Regions from separate parts of the Mus musculus genome. Here all the other regions are linked to region 3. The links are chromatin contacts, called in public HiChIP or PLAC-seq and promoter capture Hi-C maps. All regions are on one chromosome and are shown on one strand. The core of a region is the stretch at or near the end of the contact, and the rest is flanking DNA. Distances in the headings are between cores, read along the strand shown. Region 1 holds the start of Mlph (melanophilin). Region 2 holds the start of Otos (otospiralin). Region 3 holds the start of Twist2 (twist basic helix-loop-helix transcription factor 2). Region 4 holds the start of Olfr1414 (olfactory receptor 1414). Region 5 has its middle 32 kb from the start of Mir6900. Region 6 holds the start of Rab17 (RAB17, member RAS oncogene family). Region 7 holds the start of Ndufa10 (NADH:ubiquinone oxidoreductase subunit A10).

The links. Promoter capture Hi-C pulls out the DNA fragments that hold promoters and counts their contacts. HiChIP or PLAC-seq counts read pairs in DNA pulled down with a chosen protein or histone mark.
Region 1: a contact with region 3 is called in a promoter capture Hi-C map of stem cell-derived epiblast-like cells, with 2.7 times the contacts expected there. The contact joins the promoter of Mlph here to the promoter of Twist2 in region 3. A contact is called at or near these places in 4 of 39 promoter capture datasets (the C10 cell line, HPC-7-derived erythroid cells, pre-B cells and 1 more) and 1 of 115 datasets of contacts at active chromatin or transcription factors (pancreatic cancer cells).
Region 2: a contact with region 3 is called in an H3K4me3 HiChIP or PLAC-seq map of stem cell-derived neural progenitor cells, with 4 times the contacts expected there. The contact joins the promoter of Otos here to the promoter of Twist2 in region 3. A contact is called at or near these places in 5 of 39 promoter capture datasets (embryonic stem cells, hippocampal neurons and liver), 4 of 115 datasets of contacts at active chromatin or transcription factors (astrocytes, embryonic stem cells, pancreatic cancer cells and 1 more) and 1 of 9 other capture datasets (pancreatic islet).
Region 4: an H3K27ac HiChIP or PLAC-seq map of embryonic stem cells shows a contact between it and region 3, with 5 times the contacts expected there. The contact joins the promoter of Olfr1414 here to the promoter of Twist2 in region 3. A contact is called at or near these places in 5 of 39 promoter capture datasets (embryonic stem cells, hippocampal neurons, liver and 1 more), 1 of 115 datasets of contacts at active chromatin or transcription factors (embryonic stem cells) and 2 of 9 other capture datasets (adipose tissue and macrophages).
Region 5: a contact with region 3 is called in an H3K4me3 HiChIP or PLAC-seq map of embryonic stem cells, with 4 times the contacts expected there. The contact joins the enhancer-like site here to the promoter of Twist2 in region 3. A contact is called at or near these places in 5 of 39 promoter capture datasets (3T3-L1-derived adipocytes, frontonasal cranial neural crest, hippocampal neurons and 2 more), 1 of 484 Hi-C or Micro-C datasets (embryonic stem cells) and 6 of 115 datasets of contacts at active chromatin or transcription factors (astrocytes, embryonic stem cells and stem cell-derived neural progenitor cells).
Region 6: a contact with region 3 is called in a FOXA1 HiChIP or PLAC-seq map of pancreatic cancer cells. The contact joins the promoter of Rab17 here to the promoter of Twist2 in region 3. A contact is called at or near these places in 2 of 39 promoter capture datasets (HPC-7-derived erythroid cells and embryonic stem cells) and 1 of 115 datasets of contacts at active chromatin or transcription factors (pancreatic cancer cells).
Region 7: a contact with region 3 is called in a promoter capture Hi-C map of embryonic stem cells, with 4 times the contacts expected there. The contact joins the promoter of Ndufa10 here to the promoter of Twist2 in region 3. A contact is called at or near these places in 18 of 39 promoter capture datasets (the 3T3-L1 cell line, 3T3-L1-derived adipocytes, the C10 cell line and 11 more), 1 of 484 Hi-C or Micro-C datasets (the C2C12 cell line), 11 of 115 datasets of contacts at active chromatin or transcription factors (astrocytes, craniofacial prominence, embryonic forebrain and 5 more) and 2 of 9 other capture datasets (adipose tissue and embryonic stem cells).

The regions. Positions count from the first base shown.
Region 1 is chr1:90,913,606-90,917,011 of GRCm38.p6, forward strand. It overlaps Mlph (melanophilin), which reads left to right and starts at 1,495. Exons shown (of 16, transcript NM_053015.3): 1 at 1,495-1,648.
Region 2 is chr1:92,647,248-92,650,768 of GRCm38.p6, forward strand. Otos (otospiralin) reads right to left here and starts at 1,594. Exons shown (of 5, transcript NM_153114.2): 1 at 1,504-1,594.
Region 3 is chr1:91,799,731-91,803,468 of GRCm38.p6, forward strand. Twist2 (twist basic helix-loop-helix transcription factor 2) reads left to right here and starts at 1,731. Exons shown (of 2, transcript NM_007855.3): 1 at 1,731-2,419. The coding sequence starts at 1,897. The coding sequence ends at 2,379.
Region 4 is chr1:92,516,923-92,520,662 of GRCm38.p6, forward strand. It overlaps Olfr1414 (olfactory receptor 1414), which reads right to left and starts at 1,593. Exons shown (of 2, transcript NM_147039.2): 1 at 1,394-1,593.
Region 5 is chr1:92,430,910-92,434,417 of GRCm38.p6, forward strand. No RefSeq gene overlaps it. Among named protein-coding and RNA genes, the nearest start is that of Mir6900, 32 kb to the right of the region's middle. Within about 2 kb of position 1,447, at least 23 of the 459 cell types and tissues checked have an H3K27ac peak or open chromatin away from gene starts, as enhancers often do. A contact at or near this core is called in embryonic stem cells and hippocampal neurons, where this site is marked.
Region 6 is chr1:90,967,368-90,971,087 of GRCm38.p6, forward strand. It overlaps Rab17 (RAB17, member RAS oncogene family), which reads right to left and starts at 2,253. Exons shown (of 6, transcript NM_008998.4): 1 at 1,863-2,253.
Region 7 is chr1:92,472,022-92,475,705 of GRCm38.p6, forward strand. It overlaps Ndufa10 (NADH:ubiquinone oxidoreductase subunit A10), which reads right to left and starts at 1,737. Exons shown (of 10, transcript NM_024197.1): 1 at 1,642-1,737. The coding sequence starts at 1,716.

The sequences.
Region 1 (3,406 bases), core at 245-2,744, 890 kb before region 3:
CATGCACACATACACAGAGAATCACATAGTTATATGCACACACAGAGAGAGTCACATACTCAGTCATATGCACACACACACACACACACACACATAATCACATACACAGTCATATGCACACACACACACACACACACAATCACATACACAGTCATATGCACACACAGAGAGACTCACACACTCAGTCATGCACACATACACAGAGAATCACATAGTTATATGCACACACAGAGAGAGTCACATACTCAGTCATATGCACACACACACACACACACACACACATAATCACATACACAGTCATATGCACACACACACACACACACACAATCACATACACAGTCATATGCACACACAGAGAGACTCACACACTCAGTCATGCACACATACACAGAGAATCACATAGTCATATGCACACACAGAGAGAGTCACATACTCAGTCATATGCACACACACAATCACATATTCAGTCACACACACACACACACACACACACACACACACACACACACGCGCGCACGCGCGCGCGCGCACACACACACATCTGCAGATGACCCAAAGCATGTCTTCTAAGGTTCCCTTTCCTCTCCTGCTGACAGGGAATAAATGCTACTATCACATCTGTCCACCCTGGAGCTAGTTATTGTTTACGGCCCTGTCTCTATGTTGCAGATGCCAGCACTGAGTTGTAAAAGTTGTCCTCAAAGAGTAGAGGCCTCTCTCTGTAGCTCAGGCTGGCCTGGCTGGAACTCAATACTAAAACAGGTTGGTCTGAAACTTTCAGCAATCCTCCTGCTTCAGCCTCCCAAGTGTTGGGATTTTGGGTGTGAACTAGCACACACTTGGCTAAGTGAATTTTTGTTTGGTTGGTTTTTTAATATAGCCATAGGGAAGGGGTCAGGGTGCTCTTATGCTGCGGCATGGGGGGAGGTTATGTTCTTTCAACATCCAGGGCAGATCTCTGGGTGGAGCTTCTCAGACCACAGACCTACTGGACTGTTTTCAATAGTCAAGGCCTTGGCCGGACTGGGGGGGGGGGGCCGCTTGTGAGTCCATCTGAGGGCCTGGGGGACAGCGACTCCAGCTGGAAACCTGGGCTCACAGTCTCACTAAGAAGTTGGTGACTTTGGGTAGGGCGCTTTTCCTCAGTTTCCCTGTCTGTGAAGCTAAGTAAAGAGTTAAAATGGATATTTGCGGAGGTGCCGTGTTCTCAGAGGATGCGGTTTGCCAGCAGATCCCTCCTATGGGGGACCAGAACCCAGTGGTGGAAATGAGCGCACAACTCCAACGCGTGTTCTGCTCTCAACCGGCTTGGGGACAAGGTGCCTCTGTCCTCCATACCCACTTCAGCGCCTCCCAGGAGGGCCACTGGAGTCCGCTCTGCTCTTGGCCTGTCCAGGCACCCTGGGGTGCACGTCGATCCCGGAGCTGGGCGGGTCAGGAGTAGCCCACGTGATCTGAGCCGCAAGTTGGGCAGGACCGGCGCCACAGCTGCCTGGATCCCCGCACACAGCTCTGTCTAGCTCAGTGCACCCTGACACTGGCCTCGCTCGGTGCCTGGGGTTTCTCTCTCAGGAGCTAAGAGAAAGGAGCAGAGGCCAGGACCCACCGAGCCAGAGCTACAGGCTGGGCATTCCCAGGAGAGAGGCTGGTGAGTGCACCAAGGACCTGGGGCTTGCAGAACTCCCAGAAGAGGGAATCTGGCTCAGGGAGGGTGCAGCGACACCTTACTTCTGAACTCTGGGCTTCTTCTGGATGCCTTAAACACAATGGGCGAAATCCTTGGGGAGCCCATTTGGGGCTAAACAGTTGGTTTTAATTAAAAGCTTCCTTTGAGCTAAAAGCTGGTGCCTTCGGGAGACTTGGACCGGAGCCCAGGGTGAGAGGCTATTTGTACAGAAACTTCCTCTTGGCTGCCCTCTTGGCTTCCTCTTGGCTGTCTTCTGGGAGCAAGAAGAAAGCAGATAGGTGCATGAAGGAGGCACCTGCCCTCCTCCGGACTTAGTGGAATCATGTTGTTGTTGTTGTTGTTGTTGTTGTTGTTGTTGTTGTTGGACCATAGGTCCTCTAGGCCCTCCTTCTTATTATGAAGATGTGAGAGGAAATGTGTTAACACCTCGAGTGTCACCCCACTGTGTCCAAGCCTGGGAGAGAGCTGAGTCTCACAGATGCAGGAAGATTTCACAGAGCACACACCTATGTCCTACTGACCTGAACTAAAAACACAGTTCTTTGCTTTCATCGGAAATGAGTTGGTGCTGTTGTCTGTTCTGTTTCTATGCCACAAGGATTGCTCTTGTTTCCTTCTGAGGGCTTTGAGTAATAACCAGGGTACAAGACTCCCCTAGATACCCAGGGCACAAGTCTCAGGAAAAGGGATGGGCTAAAGACCAGGGGTAGCTGGGCATTGAAGTTGGTGAACCCCTGAGCCTGATGGCTCCCTGGCCCAGATGTGTGTCATTTAACACACACCCATCTCCCAACTGATTACAAGGCCTTAGTAAGACACAGCAACAGCTTTCCTGGCCACGAGCATCACCCCTCCGGGCCCAGGTCTCCAAGGTGTCACTTCTTAGAGCATCACCAGGCAAGGTGGGGAGGTGAGTTCTTCCATCTCACCCAGCATCAGTGCCCCATCTCCAAAGTGGGTACCAGGGCAGGTGCCTCACAGGACTTGGAACCTGGTCCAGGCACAAGCATGAGAAGCTGGTGGGTCATCCTGATGCATTAGTGACTCTGAAAAGCTGCTGAGAACTAGAGGAGGAGGGAGGTTGGAGAGGGACACTGGGGGAGGGGGAGGTCAAGGAGGGGGAACTGGGAGAGGGGGGAGGTAAGGAAAGGGTAAAGAGGACACCAGAGCCTGTAGGCTAATGATACCGTTCCCTTCCTTCAGTATGGATGCAGGACGGCCATGTGTGCTGGCCATGCAGTCAAAGCACCTTTTAGGGCTCACTGTCTTGTTCTTTTCAAAAGCGACTTCTGAAAGAAGACACACACATCCCTAACATGTATGCACCCTGTACCCTACCACCATGGTGCCTCTTAAGTCTAAGATCCCAGCATCATACTGGGCTAGAGATGACCAGAGACCTTTGTAGATAAAGGCCAGCTTATCTGCTTCTAGTGCCACCTGTCCCAGAACCTGGCACATCAGTGACTGTGAGCAAACAAACTGAGGGACAACTCAGCATATGCCAGCTGACAGTGGCAGGATCACCCATGGGCCCCAACCTCTCACAGTAGACAGTGAGATCTTGAGAGCAGGAGGGACCTGAAGCACCCAAGCTGCCTATGCCTGAATTGGTTTGGAAGCCCAGCTGCAGGCTCTGTAGCTGCACCTGGTTCAGTTCTTGTCACAGCCTAGAGTAGAAGCCTTGCATGTAGGTCAGAACCGATGACCAGAGCCAAT
Region 2 (3,521 bases), core at 344-2,843, 850 kb after region 3:
TGGCCTGGACAGAGACACCCCCTGCCCCCGCCCACCCAGAACACATCTCCTTTGCACCTCACCCATCTGTCTCCCTGTTCTCCTGCAGACCACTCTGCCTTCAAGAGGGACCATTAAAATGGCTGAACAGGTAGAAGTGCTTGCTGCTAAACCGAGTTCGATCCCCACATCTCACATGCTGGAAGGAGAGAACGAACTCCCACAAGTTGTTCTCTGACCTACACATACACACCTGGAACACACTGCAAACACATACACAATAAGTAAATGTCATTTTTTTTAATGGTAAATGCCTTCCCCAGGGCCCTTGCATTCCTACATTTGATGGGAATCCCAAAACACTGGATTCCATCCTTTAATAATTGCTAGGATTCCTTCTAAAATTCAATGCTTGAGGGCAGGGAAGAGTTCGAATTCTCAAAAGCTCCCAAAGGTCGGGCCCAGGAACAATACCATATAGGATGGGCAAACTTGAAACCTGCCCAGTGACTGCTCAGAAGCCTGCATGATATCCAGTGCATAATATCCCGCCCCACACAGAAACTCGGAGGGAACCTCCAAGGTCTTAACAGTCTGTCTGCTTGGATTCAAGAGATGCTTAGATGTATAAGGCCACTCTGCTGGACAGAGGCCCCTTGTTATCTCCCGTGGCAGTCAGCTTGAAAAGGACCCTGTGGTAACGAACGCCAGGATTGGGAATGAGTCAGAGGTATCTGGCGCCCCCTGCTGTCCATCCATGGACACCACATCTGACTAATAATTACTCCTTGAGCCTCGCAGATGCCCCTGCCTGTACTCTGAAATGCTAGCGCAACCCAAATTCATTCTCCTAGAAGGCAGAGCCCAGAGTAGCTTACCATCATCCATTGAGCTGTCCCAACATGGACACAGGCAGGTGCTCATAATTTAAAGTCTCAAGGCCACAGTTCATCGTGCCAGTGTGTTTTCCTGCATTCTTCTCTGCCACGGAATGGTCCGCCTGTGTTTTGCACTGTTCATACATCCCCGAGCCCCGCAAAGCCTCGGAAGTGGCTTATAACTGATCCTAGAGTCACTTCCTGTTTCCTGGACCGTGGCCAGCATAAGTACTGGGGTGTAGGGGGTGATGGCTCACAGTCTGCCTTCTCCTCACATCTCCCAGACTGACATCTGCCCTAAGTCCTCCGTCCCAGATGGCAGCATTGCCCTCCCGCTTGTGCCTGCAGAGTACCCGGGTGTCCCAGGGACTGAGCAGTACCTCACTGACAGGGCTGGAGTCTTCTGGCTGGATTCAAACCCAAGGAGAGTGGCGTCATGTGACCACACAGAGCTGGGATTCAGAGGTTCTAGAAGTCATGCTGCCCCTTGTCCCTCTAAACATGCCCTGGTAGACACATTTCCTTTGGGAAGTGCCATCCCTGCTCCTACAAAGGAGGGGGGCGCAGACTTCTAATGTCACCCATGTTTGTCCTCAAACACACACATCCCTATCGGACTTTTAAAGAGCTTAACTAAACATGTTACCTTGGACATGAAAAGGGAGAATTCTGGGAGCGTGTTGAGCTGACTTGGCAAAGCCTGTCAAGGTGGAAGTCCCTCCACGCCACCACAGCTGATGCGGGTGTGGCAGCTTTAACAGGAAATCTAGAAGGGCCTGGGGTGAGACAGCCGGTCCCAGGCTGCTTGGAGAACAGGCTCAGAGCTTGGAGTGGAATGTTTCTGAGATGGCCTCCAGGGGGCGCCATGCTCACAGGCTCCTGTGCAGCTGGCCCACAGGACAGGGTTTGTGTTCTGGAATAATCAAAGTCTCCTTCCATGTCATAAGACTGACCGCATACGGATCTGAAGCTGAAATGTGAAAGCATGTGATCACCTTCTTTTAAAATACCTCGTTCTTTTCCTGAACTGACCATAGACTCTCTGAAAAGGTCCCAGGTCAACCCCGGCGAGTACCCCTTCAGAAACCACGAAGAATTGACCTGGATTGGGATGAGATGGGGTTGGGGGGTCCTAGGGACTCCAGTGTGGCTGAAAGAAATACAGGACGCATGGTTACATTTGAATTTCAAGCGACCAGCTTTTCTAGCGGAAGTTTCATGTCTCAAACATCTCCAGGGATCTGTCCCCCAACCCACCCACCCCCAAATATTCACTTTAGGTGAAACACTCATCTTCCCAACACCATATGCACACACAGGTGTGTACACACTTACAATGTGCACAGACAAGCAGGTGTCTATTGCTGTCATCCCATAGAGTATGGGAAGAGGCGGGCTGCTTTGGAGGCTGAGCCTGGGATCAGAAGGCAGGAGCAAGATAGGTGTGGCGCTACCTGAGGCCACCATCTGGAATCAATACTGCACCCCCAATACGCACAGAGAGCATCTGGGTTCCTGGGGGCTAATGGATCCAGAAACCAGCCCAGGCAGAACTGAAAGATCTTGCTGAGGCCAAGGATCCAGGGATTGCTATAGGCCCTGCCCTGACTGCAGGAAGCTCCACTGGTGGCTTCTCGGTGACATAAAGGGTTAACTGAACCACTGAGCCAGGCATCTCACTGGGAAGTTGCCTGGTTCACCACAGCTGCCTCCCTGAGAGGTGGAGTACATACCCTTCCCAGCAAGGAATATTTAGCTTGTGGTCATTTGCGACCCCCAACAGAAGGATGGGTCTCACATGGCCCATGGTTTTTTGTTTGTTTGTTTGTTTGTTTTTTCTCACAGGATTCTTTGTCATCTGCATTTCTCTGCATCATGGGAAAAGATTCCCAGGAACCCAGGAAGGGCTGGTGTTGACCCTGGGCTGTGAAGGATGTCATCTGAGCTTTTCCCACAAGGGCTTCACCACGTCGGACATGCTGACACAAGCCGAAGGATCTGCCTTGGACTCCAGTCAGGGGACAGGATACCAGAGACACAGGTCAGCAGCAACAGGAGTGACATCAATCCAGTGCCATACAGGCCCATTTACTTAGAAGAAGCCCTTGGGCAGACGTGACTCTCTCACCTCAGACCACTGCAGAGTTCTGATCTCTGCTCGCCGTAACACAGCCTTTCCCCCAGTTCCTTTGAACTGAAAGTGACTTGTCTGTCATGTTTCTAATACCACAGGGAGGGTTAAATGTTATGTCTCTAGGACTTGATATCGTAGGCTACAGAGCTCCCAGAACCAGCCAGGCCCTGTGGCATGGGCTAGAGGGGTGCAGGGAAGGACCCGCTAGCTCAGTTTCCAGCCTAGGAGGAACGTAAATGGGTTATCCTGTTTCTGGGAGAATGTTTTTCTGTCAGCAGAGGTGGTGTGGATGATGGGTTATCACCCAGTTCGAGTGCCCCGAACACCAGTTTCTGGACTGCAATTCATTGCCTTTCTCGCATGCATGCCTGGCTGGTTTTGTGTCAACTTGATATAAGCTAGGGTCATCAGAGAGAAAGGAGCCTCAGTTGAGGAAATGCCTCTAAGACATCCAGCTGTAGAGCATTTTCTTAATTAGTGACTGATAGAGGAAGGCCAGCCCATTGTGGGTGGGGTCATTCCTGGGCTGG
Region 3 (3,738 bases), core at 481-2,980:
TTTAAGCCGGACTTTAAAGGGGATCCAGGTCAGGAGATGCCTCACCCGTTTGAGTGATACACCCAAACGTGACCCAGCATGCCTGCACCCTATGCCTTCCACCCGGAAGTCCCAGGAAAGGCCGTCTCATGCAGGCAGGAAGCTGGGATCTGGATGCGGTTTTTTGGTCCTTAAAGGAACTTTGAATTTTTAAAAGATGAAGGAAAGGGACATTGGATAAAATGTGGCCTTCCCAGAAGGCAAGTCAGCCTGGCAATGGGCACTGTGGCTGAAGGAGACCTTTAACTACCCTTCTGAAGCCTGAGAATGTTTAAGGAGCCACAGAGCTGTGACAGTCCTCTGTGAGTGGGCCTGCTCTCCACAGAGCATTGTTCCAGTGGTGCGTGTTGCATGTCCCCAAAGGTGGAGAGCCCAGGCCTTTGGTGAGGGGGCAAGAAGTGGCATACACAGCTCTTCCAGCTCCTTAGACAGTGGTCTCAACCCGAGGGCCCCACATCGGGGGCCCTCCCCACTGCCCCCAGGAGTGGCTGAGGCTGTAGCAGTCTCTGGCCTCAGGTTCAACTTCAATAAGACCTAGTTAGCCCTTGATCACAGGGCTTCTCTGACAGCCATGCTCAAGCCTGGCCTAGTTGAGCCCGGGTCACCTGGGAATAGGTTCAAAGGCAAGGAAGCTGTAAACCACCTCCAGGCCCCAGCTAGAGCGGCCTGGCGAACAAAGAGACCCCAAGCACTTCAAACGCGCTGGCTGGCGCTCGGCGCTCAGAGTCCAGATGGCAAAGGGCCGGGATCCGTGATGTCTGTTCACCAAGGCCTGGCCCAATGTTCTGCAATCCTGAGCCCTCCTGCCCTGCCCATCAGTGCCCAGGGCAGGGGACTTCAGACAGGTTCAGCCTCTCCCTAGTCTCAGTGTTCTGGGCCCACCACCCGCCTGCAAGTGAAGCACAGTACAGAGGCTGAGGCTGAACCCCAAACCGGGATCCAACACTCAGGGCAAGGTCAGGTAGGCAGGCATGGCGGGCACATGGGCGCTCCCGCAGAGGCTCGCTGTGATGCCTAAGCTATAAAGCATTTAGGGGGCAGGTTCTGAAAACGTGTCCAGGCTGAAGTAGCCCAGAAAATCGGGATTGAAAAAGGATCTCCAACTTGCATACTGGCCCGAGCCGGGCGGCGTCTCTATAGATCCTAGAGGCGAGATCGTGGGGGTGGACATCTCTGCCAACAGGCGAGTATCTGCCCTGCCCCGGGTCGTGGCACTCTGCCTGCACAGCTCCACTCACTGCGGGCAGGATCGCGTTGCAGACGCCGGAGGTCTCAGTGCGCGCCCCAAGAGGCTCCCAGCTGCGTCCTTGGTCCACGGAGCACATCTGGGCTTGGACTTGCCTCCTCCACCCCTCGCAGAGACCCTGAACCCTGGCAGGGCCAAATCTGCTCCAGGAGACTCAGACAAAGGCAGGCACCGTTGAACTTAGAGGTCAGCACCGCTGATTAGCGGCCCGCGCCTGGGGTAGGAGCGCAGGCTGAGCGCGCGGATCTGGCCTCCGAGATGCGGGCCACAGTCAGGGCCGAAAAAAGCGGAGACAAAACTGAAAGTGCCGCCCGGGGGGGGGGGGGGGGGCGGGGGCGGCCGGCGAAGGCCCCAGAATTTGTCCTGCCCCTGGCCACGGTGGCCAATCAGCGCGCCGCCCTCGCTCCTGACAGCTATTTAGCAACCCAGCCGGGATAGAGTTTCCAAAAAAGTTAGAATAACTTCCTCTCCCGGAGACCTCGGTTTTGCACAAGCCGGCCTCGAAATCAGAGCCTTTGAGAGCGACCCGGGAGCCTGTGCTCGGCGGCCGCGGGCTTGGCCAGTGGCGTGCGCTCGGCGCCCCCCAGCCCCACGCGCGCCGGGCGGGCGCCATGGAGGAGGGCTCCAGCTCGCCGGTGTCCCCCGTGGACAGTCTGGGCACCAGTGAGGAAGAGCTGGAGAGGCAGCCCAAGCGCTTCGGCCGGAAGCGGCGCTACAGCAAGAAATCGAGCGAAGATGGCAGCCCGACCCCGGGTAAGCGCGGCAAGAAGGGCAGCCCGAGCGCGCAGTCTTTCGAGGAGCTGCAGAGCCAGCGCATCCTGGCCAACGTGCGCGAGCGCCAGCGCACCCAGTCGCTCAACGAGGCCTTCGCCGCGCTGCGCAAGATCATCCCCACGCTCCCCTCTGACAAGCTCAGCAAGATCCAGACGCTCAAGCTGGCCGCCAGGTACATAGACTTCCTCTACCAGGTTCTCCAGAGCGACGAGATGGACAATAAGATGACCAGCTGCAGCTACGTGGCTCACGAGCGTCTCAGCTACGCCTTCTCCGTGTGGCGCATGGAGGGCGCGTGGTCCATGTCCGCCTCCCACTAGCGCCGCGCCGTGCCATCCACCTCCGGAGCCGCAAGCCAGGGTAGGTGCTGCGTGTGGTGGGCATCCACGACGCACGGGTGGGTGGGCGGACGGGCCAGTGTATCTCTCCTCGTGAAGGTACCTCAGGCAACCGCACAGGGATGGGGTGAGCTTCCTCACCCTGCAAGGGTTGGCGCGACCTGAGAAAACTCTCCTACCCCGGGGGCACGCCCAAGGTCTTTTGCCAAGGGTATCCGTTCGGAATCCACCCGCCTGTGGTTCCCCATCAGGGTCCAAATACACTTATTGGACAAATGGTCACTTTTCATTTTTGGTGGATGGGTATCTGTGGGTGACTCTGTGGGGAGCGGTTGTCAAAACGTCTTCCTTAGGCCAGCGGAGGCCAGGAGATGCGATGCCCGCTGGGTTGTGGCCGACCTGTTGCCTCGCGCTCATTCTATGGAGCTGAGGAGCCCACGCGTGGTACAGACAATCCGCTCTTTCTGATCCGCAGTTCCGGCCCGCGCCTTGGATGCTAGGGCGTTCAAGCCCTAGCCGGCTCAGTACGTAAGATGATGCTGGCCCCTGGCGCGGCAGAGAGGTTTCTGTTCAGCGCTGGGGCTCCAGGTTCACAGAGGAGCAAATCTCTGGGCGCCAAGAATGCAGTAGACCCTTGTCGCCCCAAAAGTATGGAACCCTCAAGCGCCCAGGCCTGGGTGGATGTAGCGGCTTGGAGTCTCTGGCTGCCTGCAAGCAGGTGGATCGTATTTAGAGTTGTGTGCTTAAGTACCACCATCCTTGAACTTGGAAAGACACAGAGGCAAGGGATTCAGGCTGGGTAACAGGTCTGAGTGTGCGGTGGGTGTGGATGAAGAAGCAGTGTGAGCAGGGCCTTGCCTGGGAAGAAGGCAGCTCAGCACAGCTGAGCACCGGATTGGTGTTTCAGAGAGCGTTTATCATGTCCTGCACCCGCTGCTTAGCAGACACATCCCAAATCCCCAGGCAGCCCCAGGGGCAGTATCCTGCAGGCTCTGCTTCCCTGAGGCCTTGCTTAGATCTTCGAGGGGAGCGTGGTATAGAAAATTCTTCCCACTTAATTTTCCTTCGTTTTTCATGCATCTTGTGTGTTTTTTTTTAAATGAAAGTCTCCGCTTAACACAGAAAGAATTTGGATTAATCAAGATTAACATGATTATCCATTGTCCCAAACATCTATTTACACTTTTATAATTTTATAATATCTTGAAAGTTGCTGCTGTGGCCACAAAATGTTGGTCTCATACAGTGGGTTTGTTTTCTTTCTTCCTTTCCTTTCTTACCCTCTTTCTTTCTTTTTTTTAAAATCCTTTATTTCTATCATCAAAAAAATGTTTTCATGAA
Region 4 (3,740 bases), core at 343-2,842, 720 kb after region 3:
CCTGCTGGGAGTTCAGGGGCACAGGACTAGGTTGGGGCTGTCTGGCTAGTGACCAGGAGCAAACAGAATGGGAAAGTGGGATGGGAACACATTTGCGCACAGAACAGAGTCCTTTCAGGAAAAGACAACTGGAAATCTGGAGACTACCTGCCACTTCTCAGTTCAGCTCGCCCTTTACTTCTCTGTCACCTTGGGCATGGAGGCCTCAATGAGGCTCACAATAGCACTGCAAAGGGGCACAGGGCATAAGTCCTGTTCCTCCATTGCCTGTCAAGACTTTTGGCAAGTGTGGAGGCTCCCACGACAAGCCACTCTGCAGTCTGAGTGGCAGTGGGCAGGAGCAGGCAGGTGAGACCACAACCATGGTAGGGCCTGGGAAGTGAGGGGCCCTGGAAAAATGGTTATCCTCTGTCACACCTGTCCCCAGAGTCTCCAGCCCTGCCTAGATCCAGGCCAACTCTGGAGCTGCTAGTGGTTCTCTCTAGAGCTTGACTGGGAAGGATGGTTGGATTTTGCTAGGATCAGAGCCTGGGGTGGATTGGAGGTAGAACTGTCCTGGGTCTTCCTTACAGTCAGGGGCGTGCCTAGCTACCCAAGGAGTCTAGGCAGGAGTCCAGGAGGACATTAGGAAAGAGGGCAGTCTCACTCTGATGGGAAATGTTAGAGGGAAGCTGTTCTCTGCATTCCTTTGAGTCCCGTGCTTGTGGCCTTCAGATTTCCAAATCACAAGAAAGAATTGTGGTTCTTTCTGGATTCACCAAAATGGGGCAATAGAAGTTTAAATGGGCGAGAGAGGGAGCAAGAAAAAGCAGGGCAACAAAGGGGAGAGTGATCAGGTGGACCACAGACAGGGGCAGTCCTCCCAGAGGCTTGGTTCTGATCCATCAACACCCTATGGCTATGGTGAAGGTGGGTTCTGGAAATGGTAGTTGGCTCACAGTCCTGCCTGCCCTGGCACTGCACAGGGTTGGTTTATTAGCACTGGATACTGCAAGGATGGGTTTTCTGGGGCCCCTGCCTGAATCCCTCCAGCTGACTGCAGGCTGGGTGTGGTGTGTGTGTGTGTGTGTGTGTGTGTGTGTGTGTGTGTGTGTGTATTCAGGGGAACAGGCCAGCTTCCTGTGAGGAACAAGTGGAGCAAGGCAGATGTCAGCCCTCTTGAGGTTCATTCATCCACTTTTCTGAAGTCAGGGTCAAGGGGACATTTCCTGAGGGGCATGTGCACGGAGTTGGGCACAAAATGAAGAGTGGGAATAGTAAGTATTGGAGAGAATGTTAGAAGCAGTGGGTGTGAGGAGGCTGGAAAATGCATGCAAATAGCAACAGGAGACAGGATGCTGAGAGCATGGAAATTTCTATGGTACAATCAGTGCCAAGATCAGTGATTCCCTACCTTGGAGATCTGCCGGTGTCTGTGTGTCTGTCCTCAGTCTTCTGAAACCACTTCTCTCTGTCCACTGTCACCCCCAGACACCTGGCTTCTGCTGCAGCCTGGCTAATCCCTCAGAGCAGCTGGCCCACTTGAGCCACAGCTGGTTTAAAGGAGGCACTGAGAGAAAAGGGAAGCTTCCTTCCCCATGTGCGAGGACGTGGGACTCCAGGGCCCAATTACCCCACAGTACAGTGTGTCTGCCCCACACCGCCAATTAGCCCTGGTCTCCTGTGCTGGATGGCATGGGCTAGCAAGGAACTCAGGCCTTTTGGTGTCTCTGCTCCTTGTCCCCAGCACCCTGTCCAAGCCTTCAGGCCCTGGGCAGAGCTTCTCTCCATTCCCTCACTCTGGCTACATGGCCCTGTCCTGACTGGAGCCACCTTTGCTCTTCAAGGCAGGGAGGGACATGTCTCTGTGGAGAGTGATGACGAGGTCTAGTCCAGAAGATGAGGTTGAGGTAAGGCCCTACTCAGGCCTGCAGTTTATGACTGTCATCACTCATGAGTGAAAAGGCAAAGTTGAACTTTTGATGTAGACAGAGACATCTTTCTTGTGATGGACCAGAACAAATATCACGGCTTATGTCTAAGACAAACAGACTTGCCAGGTGGGCAGAGTGATAGAAGCCACTGATCCCAGGCAGGAGAGTGAGTCCCAGAGTATAGGTAGGCTCAAGCTACCTATATCTTCAGCAAGGCCATCAGAGAGAACAAGGCTCGGTCCAGTTTCGAAGCGAGCTGATAACCCAACCAACCTTTCCACAAAGTCATAATCGCCCATCAGCCAGTAGGTGTCACAAATCAAACACAACCAAGCAGGCCTTCCAGCTTCTCAGAGAGGCTAAAATAGAACACCAGACAGCTCCGGATGGTGGTGGGTGCAGACTCTCCTACACTGCCAGTGTGAGCAAGACAGTCCAGCTGCTCTGTAAAGGACGTCTAGCAGTTTCTTATTGAGTTGTAAAACTAGACATATATTCATGTACAACTCCAGATACCTCCATCTATATGGCTGTTCCTTTCACAATCTCTCAAAGCTGGAAATAGTCCCATGTCCTACAGTGTGTTATTTGCTGAGCCAGCTGAACCCACAAGTGAGCTGTCTGGACACAGGATGGCGTAGGTGGGTCTTATGTCCCCACATGCTCATTGCCCATTTGGGCATCTTCTTAGGTTCCCAGAAAAAGCCAAAGCACTTTTCATCAGTCCCTGCCAGAGCCTGTGAACTCAGGCGTGGATGGTCCTTTCCCAGTTCCTGGGCAACATAGACCAAACCAAACCTATAAAATAATCATGGCTATAACAAGTCCTTCATCCTTCATACAGTCATAGGTATAGAATCAAGGAGGCCAAGCTCTTGGCATTGCCTGGGAAGAGTGAGAGGTTTGTGTGGCCACCTGGCAGGAAGGTGCTTTTTGCCCATAGTGGAAAGACTTTTGCTGTGTTCATGGCTGCCTGCACTGTTTGCCTCTGTTAGATGGTCTATTACGTTACAAGAGAAATTATTTTTATTAATTAATTTGGTTTAATGACAATCTCACAGTATATATATATATATATATATATATATATTTCTGATTACTCCCTGCCCCCATTCTTTCTTCTCTTTCCCCCAGCCCATCAGCTCACCTCCTCCTCCTCAGATCCCTTCCCCACATGCATGACTTTAAGTTTTATTTTTCTGACCCATCTGGTTTAACACAGACCATCTGTGTAAGCGCTGGATTACACCTATTCAATGGAACTGGGTGGGGTCACCAGTGTGTTAACAGCTGAAGCCACTGACTCTCTCTCTCTGAATCCATAAGGAGCGAATAGTTCACCAGTGATGGGCAGAGCCCCCTGGGCCCCTCCTCTGCCCACTGCTGTCTGTTGACAAACCCATTATCATGCAGATCCAGCACAGGTATCCACACCTCCCTGAGTTCATGATTCAGAGGGCTCAGTCTTGCCCAGAACGGCTCATCACTCACTGTCCTTGTCCTTATCTTCCAGCTTTTGCATTCTTTCTGTCCTTTCTTCAACAATGCTCCCTGAGTTGTGGAGGGGGCGCTTTCAATGTCTTCTTCAGGGTTGGCTGCTCATCCGTCATTTATCCTCAGTGCCTTGGGCAGCGGTGAGTCTGCATTTACCACTGTTTGATGGAAAGTAGCATCTGTCAGACTTCCAGCGATGCCGACAAACCGTGTCTTAGCCCATTGCTGCAACAAGCCACCTGGAGCTGCGTAATGTATAAGGAAAAGAGATTGCTTAGGGGAATATCACAGCAGTCGGAGAAGTTATAAAGATCAAGGGCCCCATCCGTGTCA
Region 5 (3,508 bases), core at 197-2,696, 630 kb after region 3:
GAGACAAGTTTCAATGTGAGAGTAGACTGGATTCAGCCAACCATGGCCTCAAGTTCACAAAACCAAAGGGTGAAACTGACTGTGGGTACTGTTAAATGCCCACTATGTGATTCTGAAAACCATCCATATTTGATGCAGACATTGGAAAAAGTACTTATAGCAGGTGTAGTTTCAAAAGCCTTGGCCTCGTTGTTTGGTCTTGGAGCCCAGGACAAGGGACTGAGGTGCATATTTTACACATCAAAGCAGACCTGGTCTCCAGGTTCTCCCAGCATCCCTCAGTCCCTACCTGACATACCCTGCCCCCAACCCTGAACTTCCCAGCCCAAGGGCTGGCTGCCCTTCCCAGAGGCTTTTCCCTATATAATCCAGACAGTTTGGTCTACTCTCTCTTCTCCCCCCCACTTCTCTCTCTTTCTCTTCTTCCTCCTTCACTCATCTCCCTATGCTGACCTCCCTGGCCTCTGGCCAATGGGGCCAGTGAACTCACCCAAGAGTAGTTTTCCAATAAACCCACCTTTGATATATTCTAATCTGGCTTGGATTGGCTCATTTCACTGGTGGAGACATAGTTTATTAGTGGTGGTCTTTGAAGATGCTTCAGTGCTGAATCAGGGTCCTGTAGGCTGAACATCCTAACTCAGGCAGGGATGGGGAGTGGTCGGTCATTCAACAGTGAGAGAGTTCACTCTCAGCACCACCTGGCCAGCTTCGCAGGTTCCAGAGGGCAGCTCAGCAGATGGACAAGGGAGGATCTTAGCCCCAGGAGCAAGGCTGTGAATGGAGACTCAGACCTCACAGTGACCGAGGAGGCAGAGCCTAGGAAGGACAGGCTAAGGCTGGGGGAAGCAAGTGTGCTCTGTGTCCTGTGTCAGGGCCAGTTGTTATAGCCCTGGCCTTGGAGCTGAGCACACGGGAGGAGACACCTTCAGAGAGCCCTGTAAAAGTAATTTTAGGCGGCTTTCTTTCCCCTTGCTCCTAAACAACTGCTGAGTGTTTCTATGCCCACTCTAGCCCACGTTAGCTCCCAAATGAACAACACTGAGACCTAATAGATTTATTAACAAGCTGGCAGCCCTAACTGGGCAGATGTTCATTTATTCTAACCCTACAAGGTCCCAGCCTCATGGTCCTTGAGCTGTAATCCGAGTCTTGCTCAGACTTGTTCTACTCCATGTGTCCCCTCATGGTGACTCCCCCTGGTCCCTCCACCTGGTCCCTCCACATCTTCTCTCCCTCAGTTCCCTCACTTGGGACCCCCATCACTAGGATCAGATATTCTGCCTTCCGTCTTCCCTCTGCCCAGTTATCAGCTGAATCAGCTCTTTATTAACCAATCAGAGGTGAGGGAAAACAATTTTTACATAACAGTGAGACCGGAGATGCTTGACTGGGACCAGATGTCTGGGCATAGAAATCAGCATCTGAATACACAGTGCACACAACCATCCCCCAGCAGAGCCCAAATGGCAGGACTAGCCTCACAGGATACTTCCTTAAGCTACGGTCATCAGCTCGTGAGGCTAAGGGGTGGTGGCCAGTCAGAGTCCAGAGCTGGACCCAAAGTCATGCCACTGGCCTCCTGGATGTCCCCTCAGCCAAATGCATGTCAGCTGTGGCCTTCACCCTACTGCCGTCTTTGCAGGGTACCCTGGGCTCTAAGGTCCTGTTAGGTCACAGAGAGCTGTCCTCTGTCCTCCCAGCTTCTGTGCAGGACAGGAGGGCAAGAAGGCACGTGACTCACATCAGTGGCTCTAGCAAGGTCTAGTGTAGTAAAAACAGTTTTAAAAATCCCTGCGCTGGTTTATTTTTTCTCTCCCATTTTTGACCATATATGTTTCCAGATGAAAGGCATATAGAGCCTTATATTTTTAAATATCCCTTAGGCAGCACAATAGCTGGGCAACTGCCTCCCCTCCATGCTGTTAGAATCCCCTTCCCTTCTGATAACTCCGGTTACTGCTTACTAACTTCTATGCTCTGTCTGGGCTGCTCTTAACTCTAATTTGGCCAGCCCACACGTCCATGTTTGTACGGCTCAGCAACCCCACTGTGGCTCTCCTCCCTCCTGCATATTCTTCTTCTTCCATGGCGGCTCCTTTCTTTCTCCTCCTTCCTTTCCTCCTCCCTTCCTCGGGCTCTCAAGCCGGGGAAACCTAAACCTCGCCTATGCCTCTTCTCTTCGGCTATTGGCTGCTGCTGGCATCTTTATTTAACAATCAGAATTAACTGGGGCAGGGTCCCTCGGTGTCTTTTTTTTTTTTTTTTTTTTTTTTTTTTTGGAGACAGGGTTTCTCTGTGTAGCCCTGGCTGTCCTGGAACTCACTCTGTAGACCAGACTGGCCTCGAACTCAGAAATCCGCCTGCCTCTGCCTCCCTAATTCTGGGATTAAAGGCATGTGCCACCACCGCCCGGCCCTCAGTGTCTTAGGTGCAGACTTTCTTGTCTTTGGGGCAGTTTTGGGGGGCCCAAATTAGCATTAGAATATAAGCAACATAGGGCCAACCCACTACATTTCCACCCCTATTTGTCCAATTAAAAAGGCCCTTGAGCCAGGTGGTGGTGGCGCACACCTTTAATCCCAGCACTCGGGAGGCAGAGGCAGGCAGATTTCTGAGTTCGAGGCCAGTCTGGTCTACAGCGTGAGTTCCTGGACAGCCAGGGCTATACAGAGAAACCCTGTCTCGAAAAAGCCAAAAAAAAAAAAAAAAAAAAAAAAAAAAAAGCCCTTGAACAGTCAGTCTAGTAGGAACCCTTTAATGAAGTCTTACATCTGGGGTGCAAACGAGGCAACAGACAGGCTAGGAGCCTGGAACCCAATGGTGGACCTAGGACACCTGCTGGCTCTGTTGATGAAGCCCTCTCGGTCCGGTCCCCTTCCATCTTGGTAACAGCAGGAAGTGACACCCAGGTGGTTCCGGTCCGGTCCCCTTCCATCTTGGTAACAGCAGGAAGTGACACCCAGGTGGTTCCGGCGTAGGAGAGAGGGAGGGGGTCCAAGACATCTGAGGTTCTAGGCCTCTTCTTCTCCCTCTCTTCCTCTGTGCATTGCCCAATCCCCAGCCTCAAGCGAGCACTCCTGCTGCTGGGAGGGATGCTAAGACTTGAGACCTCCTCAGGCTTCAAACTAACTCCAGCCCCAAGACTTCACAAGTCAGAGCTGCAGTGGGAGGGGGAGGCCAAACATCACAGCCCTGACCCCCATGCAGTTTAGTGCACACAGTACCTTGCCCATGCCCCATCTCCCAGGGTCCCTCTTCTCTTGGCCTCCCTGAAAGGGAGCCATGTTGCCAAGTAAAATAGGAAATACCCAGAGTTGTTGTATTGGCTGCTTTTCTTGTTCTTTTGATTAAAAAAATAAAACTAAGCCAAAGAGGAAGGGTTTTCTCTGGCTCCAGTTCCAGTACAGCTTGTCACGGCGGGGAAGGTGTGCTGGCAACAGCTTGGGGCCACCGTTCACATTGCACCTGCAGTCAGGAAGCCGGGAAGCCCAAGACCAGTAACATT
Region 6 (3,720 bases), core at 1,003-3,502, 830 kb before region 3:
CTGCCTGGTGCCACCTCTGCCACCCTAGCCCCTCCATCATCCAACAGCAGAGAGTACAGGTCCCACCCTCGCAGAGCCTCACTCCCTGTCTCCCTTGATTGGACCAACCTTGACTTTTGATGGCCTGTAAATACGTATACCTGTGTTATCAGCAGCTCAGCTTTCTCACTGGGTCATCACGACCACCCTGAAGCTGGATTGCCTTTGGTGAGCTTGCCGTAGTCACTGAAGCCAGCGAGGGAACAGCAGGTGCTCACTATCTCCTGAATGAACCCGGAAGCGGCTCCACAGATTCTAACTGGATCTATGTGTCTTCTGCCCCTGGGGCTCCCATGCCAGTCACACCCTGACGCATGTTGGAAACGTGCCTGGTGTGCTTTCAGAAAGGGAGGCAGGGCTGTTGGCAGGCACTGAAGGACCTTCACGGGTCACCCTGGGGCCAACCCATACATGGCACAAACAAAGCTGTCAAGAGTGCAGCTGCCAGGGCCCTCCAGAGAAGAACAGAGTGGGTAAGTTCTCTGAGCCCACCTGCTCCCAAACAAAGATATCTGCCAAAGCTGAGCAGGAAGTCTGAGGGCCTGGGCATCATCACCAAAGGCCCAGCAGCTTTCCAAGGCAAAGACGTGAAATTCGGGGCTGAAACATGATGGGTTTTTATGCTTGTTAGGACCCCGGGAGGCACCAGCTCGGCCCAGCACTGATGGTGGCAGGATATGCCTCAGGGGTGGTACAGGGGAACTCTGCCTTTGCACCTCCAAAACAACACCAATAGTTGTTGTAAGCCTATAATCCCAGCACTTGGGATGCTTAAGCAGGGGGCTGCCACAAGTTTCAAGCCTTTCTGGGCTACAGAGTAAGACCCTATCTCTAATAACAACAAAACAGCAGCAACAATAACAACAACAATACCTCAGCTTTGATGTAATCTCACACTCTGCCCTAATGGTCATAGCATCAAACACAGTGTCCACGTGCCTGCGTCAGATTTCTACAATTATCTCGCTTTGATAGTTCATTCCCCTATCACTGAATTTTTTTCCTGCTATTAATTATTTTTCTCTGTAATAGATAAGACCACGGCAGATGTGCTCGTGTTGCTTTCTGAGTGACTGTGTGTTGCAAGTTTCCAATAGCAGCCAGGCAGAAGCCTCGACTTGGAGGGAAAGTTGGAGATGTGGTACCTGCCCCCTCTTCTAGAATTTGGATCTTTCTGAAGGCAGTGGTTGCAATTGGGAGTCTCTTCCCATCCTGACTGGGTCCTTCTTCAGCAGTCACAAGCCTGCCTCTCTTCCACCTAAGAAAACACATTCAGGGAAGGAGGAAACCCCAGGAAGCTGCACCCCTTCCTCTTCACCCAGATCCTCCAAGCTGTCCATTCCAGACACCGAACTTCAGAACAACATGGCATTTGACAGCAAGCTGCAGAAGAGAGTTTTTGGAAGAGTCTGCCAAGCTCTCTGCTATTGCTGGAGCCTCTGCAGCCATCTGAAAAGGCTTCCTTACAAGGCACCCACTCACTCACACTCGCCTTTTATGTTCAAAACCCTTAACTGGAACTTTCTGCAAGGAAAATTCAATGTGACCCAAACAAGAACACTATAGGTGCTGAACAAACTCAAGGCGTCTACTGTTTCAGATTCGCCTCTGATTCAGGTCCTGAGAACACAGGGACACACATCTGTATGCACACACACTCACAGCAGACACACACACACACACACATGCTCACAGCACACACACACATACACACACACACACATACACACACACTCACACATGCTCACAGCACACACACACACACACACACACACACACACACACACACACACGCAGCACAACACAATCTAAAAAGGACTCACCTGTTCACTTTAGAAGAGTGCTACAGACCACCATCCCACAGGGCCGCAGGCACCCCTCTCTTCCCCTGGCTGTGCTTCCCCTGGGTGCTGTATGACTCGTCAGGGTCCTGCCAGGGGCGGGGTGGGCAGAGCAGTGCACACTGACTACCAGCAGCCGAGCAAATGAAGTGAGCAGGCCCCCTGCTCCCACCAAGGCCCCAGCCGGCAGGACTCTTCCTGTAAACTCCGGTGCAAAGTCCCCACATGATCATGTGATCAGCTGGGTCAGAGTAAGCTAGAAGTCACACTTGGTGGCTCTCTGCCTCCTCACCGAGCTGCAGCCCTGAATTTCAGCCCTTTCCAGGTCTCACCTGTACCAGAAAGCATCACAGACTTAGAGAACAGCTCTTCTGTTACAGGAGCGAGCGAGCTCACTTCTTAATTTATGTAAACATCTCCAGTTTGAGGCCGCATGCCAGATGGGCAGGGCCGGGGCCAGAGCCTGGGATGGGTGTGCCTTGGAGCAGGTAATTGCCTGGGCAGGGCTGGAGGATCCCCAGAAGGAGAAACTCTAGGCTGAAGAAAGATGGAAATCAGTTCTCCTGTGCTCAGCCACAAGTCCCAGGCAATCGCGTGTTCTCTCTGTGCTCACAACTCACCTGGATTACCAGCTTGTGTTCCCAATGGGGAACTCAGCACCGTTTAAGTGGGGGAGGGGGCAGCTGTCGTGGATTCCCAAGAGGCTTTCCAATGCACCCTGAAGAACCTGTTTCTCTGCAGAGGCCACTGGCCTTCTTCTTGTCACCCTGTCCTCCAGGACGCACACCCTGTCCACACGTCTGGGTGCCCCCACAGCCTTGAAGACCAAGAACCTCATTCTGTTTCTGAACAGGACCCTGATTCCCTGTGCCTAGATTGGCATCCAAGGTGTGGCACCCAGCACCGCTTCTATCCTCCTTGTAGTGGGTAGAGATGTGTGGGCGTGGCCTTTTCGGTTTACACTGGAAATGGTACTGGTACAAAGGTCTCCGGAGTTCAAGGGGACACTGAGATGGGTTGTTGCGGGGGGGGGGGGTTATCAAAGGGGTTTATAAAGAGTTATTAACCCCATGGACAGACAGACAACAGCTCGGGAGCTGTAAGGAGAGGTCAAGTCTCAGAGCTGCAGGGTAACAGGTAGCTCAGTTCGACTGTTGAACATCAGACTGTTGAAACAGCGAGCCCAAAGGAGTGGGCATTCTCCTAGCAATCTTGTACTGGGGAGTACACTGCCTGGGAAGAGATTGCATGCATTTCTAACAGCTTGTCGGACTACCTTACAATGAGACTGAAGTTCTCATGTTGTTATAATGACGGATCCGTGGTGGGCGGGACCACACGTTGTCTGAGACTGATCAGAATAGAGGTGCTTATCCTTGGCCCTCTATTTAAACTCTAATCTCGATTCAGTACCCTGAAGACAGACTTGTGGGTGGCTGGACCTGCCCTTGCAACACATGCACAAGGAGCAATGGAAAGAGCTTTATATGTGCCGAATGTATTAAGTCAACTTACATAAAAACAGTAACAAACGCTGAATCCCACTGAAAGAGTGAGACTCTAGAAGCCGTTTGGTCTGTGAGGCTGGCTGCCTCACCAGTGAGATACAATCCCACTGTAACTGTCTCCCTCTAGAGGGGCAAACAACCCAGTATTTGCTCAGTTCATGAGGCTGGGGACCTCTGCAGTCTCAGGGGAATTGGGGGGTGTTGCAAAACTAGTTGGTTTCTGGAGAACTGTTGGTGTCTAGTCCACATCAGAAGGCTGGAAACACTGGTTCTGACATCAGTGGAGGAATAGCTGCAAGGAGAGGAATCAACTCAGAGGCAAGAGGGAGTTG
Region 7 (3,684 bases), core at 487-2,986, 670 kb after region 3:
TTTTTTTTTTTTTTTTTTGGTTTTTCGAGACAGGGTTTCTCTGTGTAGTCCTGGCTGTCCTCGAACTTACTCTGTAGACCAGGCTGGCCTCGAACTCAGAAATCCACCTGCCTCTGCCTCCCAAGTGCTGGGATTAAAGGTGTGTGCCACCATGCCCGGCTTTGCATGAATACTTAAATCAGCTTTTTCACAATTGCCTTATGGGGAAACTACCAAGATGATCTTCAATAGGTAAATGGATAAATGGCAGTATAACCAAACTATGGAATTAAAGGGAATGACTAAAAAGGCCATAAAGACACAGTGAGTCTTCCCCCACCCCTGCTGTTTTTGGGGGCTGGATTTGAGACAAGAGTCTTGCTATGTAGCCCTGGCTGGTCTGGAACTCCCTGTATACCAGGCTGTCCGAGAATTCATAGATCTGCCTGTCTCATGTTGGGATTAAAGGTGTGCACCACAACATCTGGCTTAAGAAATATTGTCTAGATTGTGTACGTGTGTGTGTGTGTGTGTGTGTGTGTGTGTTAAAAGAGAAACAAGTACTCTTAACAGCTGTGCAGCCCCACAAATAAATTCTAAGTGTAACTGTCAAAGTCTATGTAAAAAAAGAAAGCACTGTGTCAGGTAATATGTGTGACTGATTACACGAGTCTAGCATAGGCAAAATGACAAAAATCATCAAAAGCACAGTGGCTGTCAGGAGTTGACAGGGTGGGAAATAAATGAATATTAAGGACAATAGATTTTTTTTTTTTTAGGGCTGTGAACTACTCTGTGTGTATTGTAAAGTCCAAAATATAATATTGCTCATTGTGCAAAACAATAAAACTTCACAGCATAAAGAATGAACTCAATGCATGAAAAGCTTAGGGTGGAACGGGGTGTGACTGAACTTCCGACATGTGAATATATGAAACGACTTCACTGAAGAGGGTGATGTGAAGATACAGGGGAAGGAGTGTGGTCTCTGAGGGTCAAGGTCAAGAGTGGATTGTGAATATGCTCTGTGCTCTTGCTGCTGTGCTCCACTGCGATCCTAATAGGCTTAAGCTGACAGTGCTAATTCATAGTGGGGCTTAGGCTGACAGTGCCGATCCAGGCTCACATTCACACACACCTCGTCTCTCTCTGGTTCACATCTATACCTCTTTCACACACAGATCACTCCTGTTCAAAATAAAAATCCTTAGCATGACTGTCAACCCCTTTCCGATTTACCACCTATGTAGTTCTAGCTACTATAAAGCAAAGAAGTTATGATGCCGTCATAAGACGTGTCCTGTTTCCAGCCACGGTCCCCTAAGCACCTACTGTCACCCATTATTCTGCATGCACCCTAAAAGGTCCTAATCCTCCCCAATCTACCCCAAATCTCTGTTGCTGCTCCACATCACGTCACCCCAGAGTCTACAAGGCGTTCCACAAAGCAGTTTCTGAACCGATGAGCATGCGGGCCCAGGCTCCGGAGCTCCGGCATCTCGGCTCTCCGTATGCAGCCGGGAAAGTGAGTCCCGCTGCACCGGTGCTGTGAGCGGAGGCCTCAGGAGCTCGCGGCTCACGGGTCTGACAGACGCCGCCGGAGCGTCAGGGCTCGGAGCCGACAGGCCGAGATCCAAGCAAGGAGAGCCACCCGCCGCTCACCACGCGCTGGGCTCCGGCCGCGAGGCCGCGCGCGGGAGCCGACGCCGGGACGAGTCTCAGCAACCTCAAGGCCATGACTTCGCCGTCTGCGCCGGCTCAAGGACCAGAGGGACATGAACGCGACGGGGTCCTAGCTCGTCCGCGGCGCGCTGCCATGACGTCACCACTGAGTGTTCGCGGCGCCTGTCGAAAAAAGAAAATATTCCGGAACTGGGACGGGGCGGGGCCAGAGGGAAGGGGCGGAGCTTAGGCTTGTCGACGCTCTAGTTGCTTGAGCTTAGATTGTTTGGGCGAGGAGCGCGCCTAGATCCTAGACAAGTTATAGTATGAAAGTGGCAAAGGGCTAGAAGTCCTGCCTGGGCCTTGAGGCTCCCAGCTTTGAGCTCGGGTTCTCGCAGATGCTTGAGTTGTGTGACAAAAGTGTGACCCCCCACTCCCAGGTGTTCTGTGGGGTGAATCCTCTCGCTCCCCAGAATCTGTGCTGTCTCCCTGCTCCACGCCCAAACGTAGACCCACTTTCTGTTTGAGTTCTGTAGGGAGGATCCGCTCCCCGCCCTTCTGGTCGCTGAGGAGAGAGTCCATTCCCCATCTGAGTTCTAGGGGCGTCACATTCTCCCTGCCTAGGTTTCTGAGAGAAGGACCTGTCATCAGCTTGAGCCCTGTGGGGGCAACCAATTCACGACCTAGCAGTTCTGAGCTTTTGTAGTGCTAAGAGCTGAGGTGGCCACAGACCTGGCACCACCATATATCTCCAGTGCAGATCACCCTGCCTCATTTCCACAGCTGCCGACTTTATAGTCACCTCCTGGAAAGCTCTTCAGCTCCAAGAGCCTCTGAGGTGGAAGAGTGCAGTGCGCAGAAGCCAGGAAAGTGCTGATAGGGAGAGGATCCCCAAGACAATGAGGAGTTCTGGGTTGGGTTTGGACCACTTTCCATGTAGTTAACACAAAACCTCCCCCGCATTTCTGGATTTCTAGAAAGTCCTGTATCCTTACAGTACATTGAATACGGGAAGGGGAAACCTCTCCTCATTTCTTTTGAATCCTGATCATTATCTCATTTCCCTACTCCCCTCCAGTGTAATTCAAAAATCACTCAACCCCAAAAGAGAAATTTCCCAAGCACGTATGTTTTACTGAAGAATTTTACTTTATACATAAATATATGATACTAAATATGTACAGTCTCCTCCAGAAAACAGAAGCGATAATGCTTACTATCGCATGTTATGCTGCCATAACTGTCAAAGACAGTACAAAAATGTAAGACCTCCATATATCAGTATCTCAGCAAATTGAATCCAGCAACACATGAAATGAGTGGTGCACCACAAGCAATGGGATGTCATCCTAAAATCAACTGATATAAAAAACAAACTAACCAAAATAATTATGTGTGATCAGATTGCTTGGTTCAGGGAAAGCATTTGACAAAATTCAATATTCATTTAAAATAAAAGAACACATATGCTCCAACAAAGGCTACAGGGTGGCTGCTTCATCTTCATAAAGTATGCCCACAAAATCCTAAAGCTAACATCATATGAATAGAGAAAGAATGGGATAAGAGCACTGACTGCTCTTCCAAAGGTCCTGAGTTCAAATCCCAGCAACCACATGATGGTTTACAACCATCCGTAATGACATCTGACGCCCTCTACTGGTGTGTCTGAAGACACCTACAGTGTACTTACATATAAATAATAAATAAATATATATATATATAAAAAGCAAGGGGCCTGCTTTCCTCACAAGTACTCAACAAAGGAACCCCTAACCCACATAATAAGTACAAAAGATAGAAGAAGAATACATACAGGAAAAAAAGAGATACAATTATTTGTAGATTATATTATTTTTACTCAGAAAATCCAAAGGAGTTGACCAAAAAAAGCTTCTAGAATAAATAGCAAGTTCAGCCAGGTTATTCAATCCAAAAGGCAAACACAAACAAACAAAATAAAAAAGAGAAACACACACACACACACACACACACACACACACACACAGAGAGAGAGAGAGAGAGAGAGAGAGAGAGAGAGAG